Regions from separate parts of the Sus scrofa genome. Here region 1 is linked to region 2. A link is a contact called in public HiChIP or PLAC-seq data. All regions are on one chromosome and are shown on one strand. The core of a region is the stretch at or near the end of the contact, and the rest is flanking DNA. Distances in the headings are between cores, read along the strand shown.

Evidence for each region. HiChIP or PLAC-seq counts read pairs in DNA pulled down with a chosen protein or histone mark.
Region 1: a contact with region 2 is called in an H3K27ac HiChIP or PLAC-seq map of skeletal muscle. The contact joins two enhancer-like sites. A contact is called at or near these places in 3 of 47 Hi-C or Micro-C datasets (embryonic fibroblasts and heart right ventricle) and 1 of 2 datasets of contacts at active chromatin or transcription factors (skeletal muscle).

What each region holds. Positions count from the first base shown.
Region 1 is chr2:88,888,806-88,892,243 of Sscrofa11.1, reverse strand. The region is part of intron 2 of SERINC5 (serine incorporator 5); the gene reads left to right. Among named protein-coding and RNA genes, the nearest start is that of SERINC5, 100 kb to the left of the region's middle. Within about 2 kb of position 1,458, at least 11 of the 83 cell types and tissues checked have an H3K27ac peak or open chromatin away from gene starts, as enhancers often do. A contact at or near this core is called in skeletal muscle, where this site is marked.
Region 2 is chr2:88,817,246-88,820,506 of Sscrofa11.1, reverse strand. No RefSeq gene overlaps it. Among named protein-coding and RNA genes, the nearest start is that of TRNAE-UUC, 60 kb to the right of the region's middle. Within about 2 kb of position 1,751, at least 13 of the 83 cell types and tissues checked have an H3K27ac peak or open chromatin away from gene starts, as enhancers often do. A contact at or near this core is called in skeletal muscle, where this site is marked.

The DNA.
Region 1 (3,438 bases), core at 209-2,708, 72 kb before region 2:
AGCATCTGTTAAGCAACTGTCCGTAGACAGGGCCTTGGAGCACTCTGCAGATAAATAGGACAGACAAGGGCTTAGAGTTGGGGACAGCCCGGTCATTATACAAACGGAGTCAGAGGGAACAGATAAATGGTACAACGTATAACAGCAGTAGCCTCACATCACTGGGAGTGGGAAATATAAATATTAGGAATTGTCGAGTCGATACTTGATAACGAGAGTTTAAAAGGGTGATCGTGTTACTTGGTTCAACTATAATCTGAGTTTGTGTTTTAAAAAATCTTTTAAGTCATGGTAATCTATTCCTCCCTCTCTTCCTTCCTTCCTCTCCCTCCCCGCGCCCCTTTCCTGACTATGCAAGTGCCAAGCCTTGTGCAAGATGAGAGGATGTTGGAGTTCCCGTAGTGGTGCAGTGGTTAACGAATCCGACTAGGAACCATGAGGTTGCGGGTTCGAACCCTGGCTTCGCTCAGTGGGTTAACGATCCGGCGTTACCATGAGCTATGGTGTAGGTCACAGATGCGGCTCGGATCCCGCATTGCTGTGGCTGTGGCTGTGGCTGGCAGCAAACAGTTCTGATTCGACCCCTAGCCTGGGAACCTCCATATGACGTGAGAGCGGCCCCAGAGAAGGCAAAAAGAAAAAAAGACAAAAAAAAAGATGAGAGGATGTTGGTTTAGGGCAGTTGTCCTTTGAGAACTGGGCCTCAGGTGGGAAGTGTAAGCAGAAGGAGCCCCCAGAGTTAGGCTACACATCACGTGGTTGTGCTTAAAAGTTCAAAACAATCCGGACTCCCTTAGGGACACTTGGAGATGGGGGTGTCAGCCTAGGTTGCCCTCCTTTGACCTTTGGGGTCCCGTTAGAACTCAAGAATGCTTTTTCTCTGTCTTCATCGGGGGCCTGGGAGCTGAGATGATGAGGTAGGAGGTTTGTAGAAAGGACTGGAATGTGTTGCCCTTTAAAGCAGGATTGCACTTAATCACCAGGGGATTGGGTATTTGGGGAGGTGTGGTTTTTAAATTTCAGTGAGACTGTTACTACTGTCTTAAAATTAAGTCTAAAATTATCTCTCAAATTTAAGTCTAAAATTATCTCTCGACATGCCGGCTTTCATCAGTGCGGGTTTTATTTTTGGTTCCGCAGGCTGTGTTTGTATAACACATGTGAGGAGGTCTTTCTATTAGGAGGGTTCCTGACCCACAGAGGGAGAGCATTGAACTCAGAGACAGGTCCTCTACCATGCCCTCCACAAAGCTTTTTTTTTTTTTTTTTTCCAGGCAGATAAATTAAAATCCTTCATCTGCAGGTCTAAAAATGACCTATGGGAGATTTAATTCGCTTAAAAAGACAAGTTCCATTGTGGAACAGCAACAGAAAGTGCTCTGGAGAAGGCAGGACACTCAGAAGAGTCCAGACCAGCCGCTGGGGTCTCTGCTGTCCCTTTGGCTTTTGATCTGTAGAGTAAGGCGTCGCCAGTTGTCATTTGCCTTTGAGAGGTTAGTTTACACTTCAGCAGTTGAGCACAGCTCCTCAGCTCTACTTGCTAGTGGTCCCAGGGTGGGCAAACTTGGCTTATAAAGAGGCAGCTAGGAAATTACATTTCAGTTTTGAGAGCCATGTGGCCTGTAGCAACTACTCAACTCTGCAGCCAAAACAAAATGCCAACAGAGGAGCATGGCCGTGTTCCAGTAAAACTTTATTTATGTCAACAGGAACTAGTTGGCTTTGACCCACAGGCTGTCCCTTGCTCTGCTGACCCCAGGTAGACCTCAGTGGCCCTGTGCATGGCATGTGCAGTTAATTTCCCCTTCCCTTTATTTTTAAAATTTTTTTATTTTTTGTCTTTTCTAGGGCCGTACCCGTGGCATGTGGAGGTTCCCAGGCTAGTCCCAGGTCCAGTCGGAGCTGTGGCCGCCAGCCTACACCAGAGCCACAGCAATGCCAGATCTGAGCTGTGTCTGTGACCTATACCACAGCTCACAGCAACGCCAGATCCTTAACCCACTGAGCAAGGCCAGGGATCGAACCCGAAACCTCATGGTTCCTAGTCGGATTCGTTAACCACTGCGCCATGATGGGAACTCCAATTTACCCTTTAACGGGGAAACTTCGATGGCCTGAACTTTGTGCTGAGGGTACCGGAGCTCCCGATTAAGTTGCAGATACCTGGGCCATGTGAGCTGCAGAGTGGGTTGACGAGGCAAGAACAATATAGCAGTAAACTTAGTGTGTTCATGTTTAATGGTATAATGTCTTAGTCTTCTTGGCCTTTTAAAATACATGGTAAATCATTCACAGGTTAAAAAAAAAAAAATCACCTTTCTTTTTATGTAATCAAACAAAAAAATAATCAGCATCCTTTTATGTAACCAAACCAAGCGGTGGTAAGGAAGGAGTGGGGATGGAGAAAATGAATGTATATCCCAGTTCTTCTCCTGCTGGGGGTCCCCAGGTCCTGGTCTGGTGTAAAGTGGGAAGGATGCTGGGCCAGAAACCAAACCGTCTGCATGACCGGGTTCTCAGCACTAGGAATGAGGAACAAGTGATTAGGGGCTCTCAGAATCTTGAGTGTATGGGTTTGGTAGAGGTCCGTCTTTTAGAAGATATTAGGTTCTTGTATCGCACTAGGGCAAAATCATGGATTGCTGCAATTAAACCATGAAATGCCTGAAATATCCCTAGAGCAGAGTACACGTGGCTTTGTGGATACAGCACTTCACCAGAAAGTTAGCTCCTGTGTTAGTGTGGACTTTTGACCTGTTTGATTCACTACTTGAATCTCCATAACCTAGAACAGTACCCGTACATAGTAGATGTGAGTGAGTGAGGGAATGATCAAATATTGTATTGTGATATGTAGGTATAGTTACAATTTATAGTGTGGGATAAAGAATACACATGCAAACACTTAATTTCACTGGGCTTTTAATGATTATTTCCAGAGAACAGCCATGCACATAGTTGGAATCGCATATAATTTATCACTTCCCAGAGTTTCCATCCTGGCTCAGTGATAATAAACCTGACTAGTATCCATGAGGATGTTGGTTTGATCCCTGGCCTCGACCAGTGTGTTAAGGATCCGGTGTTGCCATGAGCTGAGGTATAGGTCACAGATGTGGCTTGGATCTTGAGCTGCTGTGGCTGTGACTGTGGCCGGCAGATGTAGCTCCAATTCGACCCTAGCCTGGGAACCTCTATGCCTTGGGTGTGGCCCTAAAAAGACCAAAAAAAAAAAAAAAGTCACTTCTCTATTCCAGGTTCACTCATTCAAGAGAAAATTAGCTAATTTGGGGCTCACTTAGGCCATAAGCACATCGTCCCACTGACAAGTGATCTGACCAGGAAGCTCTGCCTGTTTAGATACTTAGTCCTCTTTATAGAAAGTTCAGCATCTCTTTGTTCAAGAGAGGACCGCCAGTGGGCCTTGTTCCTCTCAGG
Region 2 (3,261 bases), core at 502-3,001:
ACCTTTGTTTTTTTGTTTTGTTTTGTTTGCTTTTTTAGGGCCACACCTGTGTCATATGAAGGTTCCCAGGCTAGGGGTCCAATCGGAGCTACAGCTGCCAACCTACACCACCGCCATAGCAATGCCAGATCCGAACTGTGTCTGTGACCTACACCACAGCTCACGGCAATGCCAGATCCTTAACCCACTGAGTGAGGTCAGGGATTGAACCCACAACGTCATGGTTTCTCATCAATTCGTTTCCACTTGCGCCACGACAGGAACTCCGCATGTAGCACCTTTGGTTGAATGTCTCACCTCATGATGCTTCAAAAGAATACAGACAGATGAAGAGCCCAAAAATAACCTGGGGAAACCCCAGGAGATGCCAAGAAGGAGAGAAGACACCAGTCCATAATGTGTCTTGCCAACCTCCCAGAAACCTTTGGCTGGAAATCCTTTTGGCTGAGAGATGCATGTGTCACGAGGAACGGTCCTGCATTGGGCCAGATGAAGGCACAGCAAGATGATTGGCCAGAGACAGCCTGCAAAGCTAACTCCACTTCCGTAAAGCCTAAGACTGTAAGCCACATGGCAGAGCAGTGCTCTGGGGTTACCTTACCCTGCTGCTCTCCACTCCAGTGCCCCTTTTCTTTTCTTTCTTTCTTTCTTTTTTTTTTTTTTTTTTTTTTTTTTTGTGTGTGTATGTGTATGTGTGTGTGTGTTTTAGGGCCATACCTGCGGCATATGGAGTTTCCGCAGGTTGAATCAGAGCTGCAGCTGCTGGCCTACACCACAGCCACAGCAATGCCAGATTCAAGCCACATCTGCAACCTACCCCACAGCTTGCGGTAATACTGGATGCTTGACCCACTGAATGAGGGCAGAGATCAAACTGCATCCTCGTGGATACTAGTCAGGTTCACAACCCACTGAGCCACAATGGGAACTCCAAGTGCCCTTTTTCAATAAAGTCTTGCTTTGTCAGTATGTGTGTCTCTTCAGACAATTCCTTTCCAAGTGTTAGACAAGAGCCTGCTCTCAGGCCCTTTCAGGGGCCCCCTCCAGTAACAGAGTTGTATCATGACACCACTTAAGCACAAAAAACCTGGAAGGAGATTTTTCAAAATGTTAAAATGGGTTATTTTGGCATCGTAGAATTTCGGGATTATATCTTCTTTATACTTTTCAATATTTTAAATTCCTAAAGCGAGTGGCACGATTTTGATCATTAGAGGGAAGAAGATGCCATTAAAAAATGATTGCACCTGATTAGCCGCAGCCCACGCTCCCTGTTGCCAGCTGATCCTCTGCCTTTGGCAAGAGATGAATTTCATGAGCCTGGAAGCCCTGCCAGGAAAAATGCAATTACCCAGAACGAATCCACCCTGGGGCTTGGCCAGCCCCCGATGAAGGGAGGGAAGGTGCAGAGAAGCCCATCTGGAGAGGGGCTGTGTGGTTGTTTCTCAGGGACACCCCAAAGCTGAGCTGTGCCCGCCTATGGATTCCCAGGGCCCTAACTTCAAGACGAATTGCTGGTGATGGACTGACAGCTGGCTAAATGCTGCCTTGCCTCCGGTGGGGGCGGGGAGCTGTGTGTCCACCTTGAAGTGTGAGGAGACACAGCTGGGCAGAAGCTCAGGTGACTCTGCATCCCCCTCTGGGCTGCCTGGGGGAGACTCATGTTAATCTCCAAACAATCAGCTAGCTGCTTGCCTGGGGGAGGGTGGGTCTAGGCTTGCACGCTGGAGAGACTGTTCCCTCCTGCTGTATGGACAAGCTAGCGTGGTTCCAGCCTGACCATCTGCATCACGGGGGCAATGGCCAAAGCTCAGGGCCTTGGCCCAGATTTGCTGGATCAGGCAAATCCCCAGGTCACTTAAGAGCATGGCAGCTGACTGGGTGGTTGAATTCACTTGGGCCGCAGGGGGTTGGGGCGGGGCAGGAAGAGGCCCCTGAGGAGGGGGAGCCTGTGGGAAGCCTACCTTCGGGCTGGAGGCTTGTGGGCTGGAAGCAGTGGCCGCTCCTCCAGAGGCCAGGCCAGAGCAGCTCGAGAGAGCATTGAGAAGCATCTTACTTATGCTCTTTAGGAAGGTCTGGACCAGAGGCCCTTCCAGGTCAGCCTCCTCCAGGAATGTGGGGGCTTAGTGGATAATCTCTCTCTGTCTCTCCCAGGGTCCCCGGAGCCTGGTATGAAGAAGAGGCATTATTTTCATTTTCCAGATGGTTTGGGGTGGGGGTTGGGAGGAGGGAAGCTGGGTTGCGGCCAGAGTACTGAGAAAGCTCAGCGCTCTCTCCTTGGCCTCATGGTGCCAGCTGGCTCTCGGGCCAGATACGAAGGCCTTGTCCAGACACCCCATTTTTCCTGATCTCCAGAGAGTTGCCATTTGTGCTGCTGGATTCTCTCCATCAGCTGAGGCCCTGCCTTGGGGCTGCTCAGAGCTACGGACTCCTGGGCTGCCTTCATTTTTGGAGGGTGGGTGATGGTGGTTTCCAAGACGTTTAAAATGCTGAAATGCCAGAATGGGTTAAATGCTACCATATTTTACAAAATTTTGCATGTTTAAAATTAATGTTAAAAAACCCAAACAATATGAATACAGATTAACTTTGAGTTTGCCATAAAAAAAGGTATACAACGTTGGTGGCTTAAACAGCAGAAATTGTCTCAGTTTTGGAGCAGGGCAGCGGGGTGAGGGTGGGGGGTGGCTAGGAGTCTGAGATTAGGATCTGTGTCTGCAAATTTGCTTCTCAGAGGCCCTCTGCTCCCCATGTTGCTAAATGATCTTTTCTCTGTGTCTATGTCCCTTTGCCCTCTTGTAAAGACAGCAGTCATACTGGATTAGGGTCCACCCTAATGGTCTCATTTTAACGTAACCCCTTTTTCTTTCTTTTATGGTCGCGCCCGCGGCATAGGGAAGTTCTCAGGCCAGGGGTCGAATTAGAGCTGCAGCTGACAGCCTACACTACAGCCACAGCAACGCCAGATCCGAGCTGCATCTGTGACCTACACCCCAGCTTGTAGCCATGCCAGATCCTTCACCCACTGAGCGAGGCCAGGGATTGAATCCTCATCCTTAACCTGCTGAGCCACCACAGGAACTCCACTTAACCACTTTTTTTAAAGACTCTATTTTCAAATACAGTTACATTCTGAAGTCCTGGGGATTAGGAATTTTGGGGGGATACAACTCAGCTCATAACAAACCTCATTTGGAAATAATACCAAAGTCTAAAATAGAAGTTCCCAGGTGTTCCCTTCGTGGCTCAGCGGAAACGAAT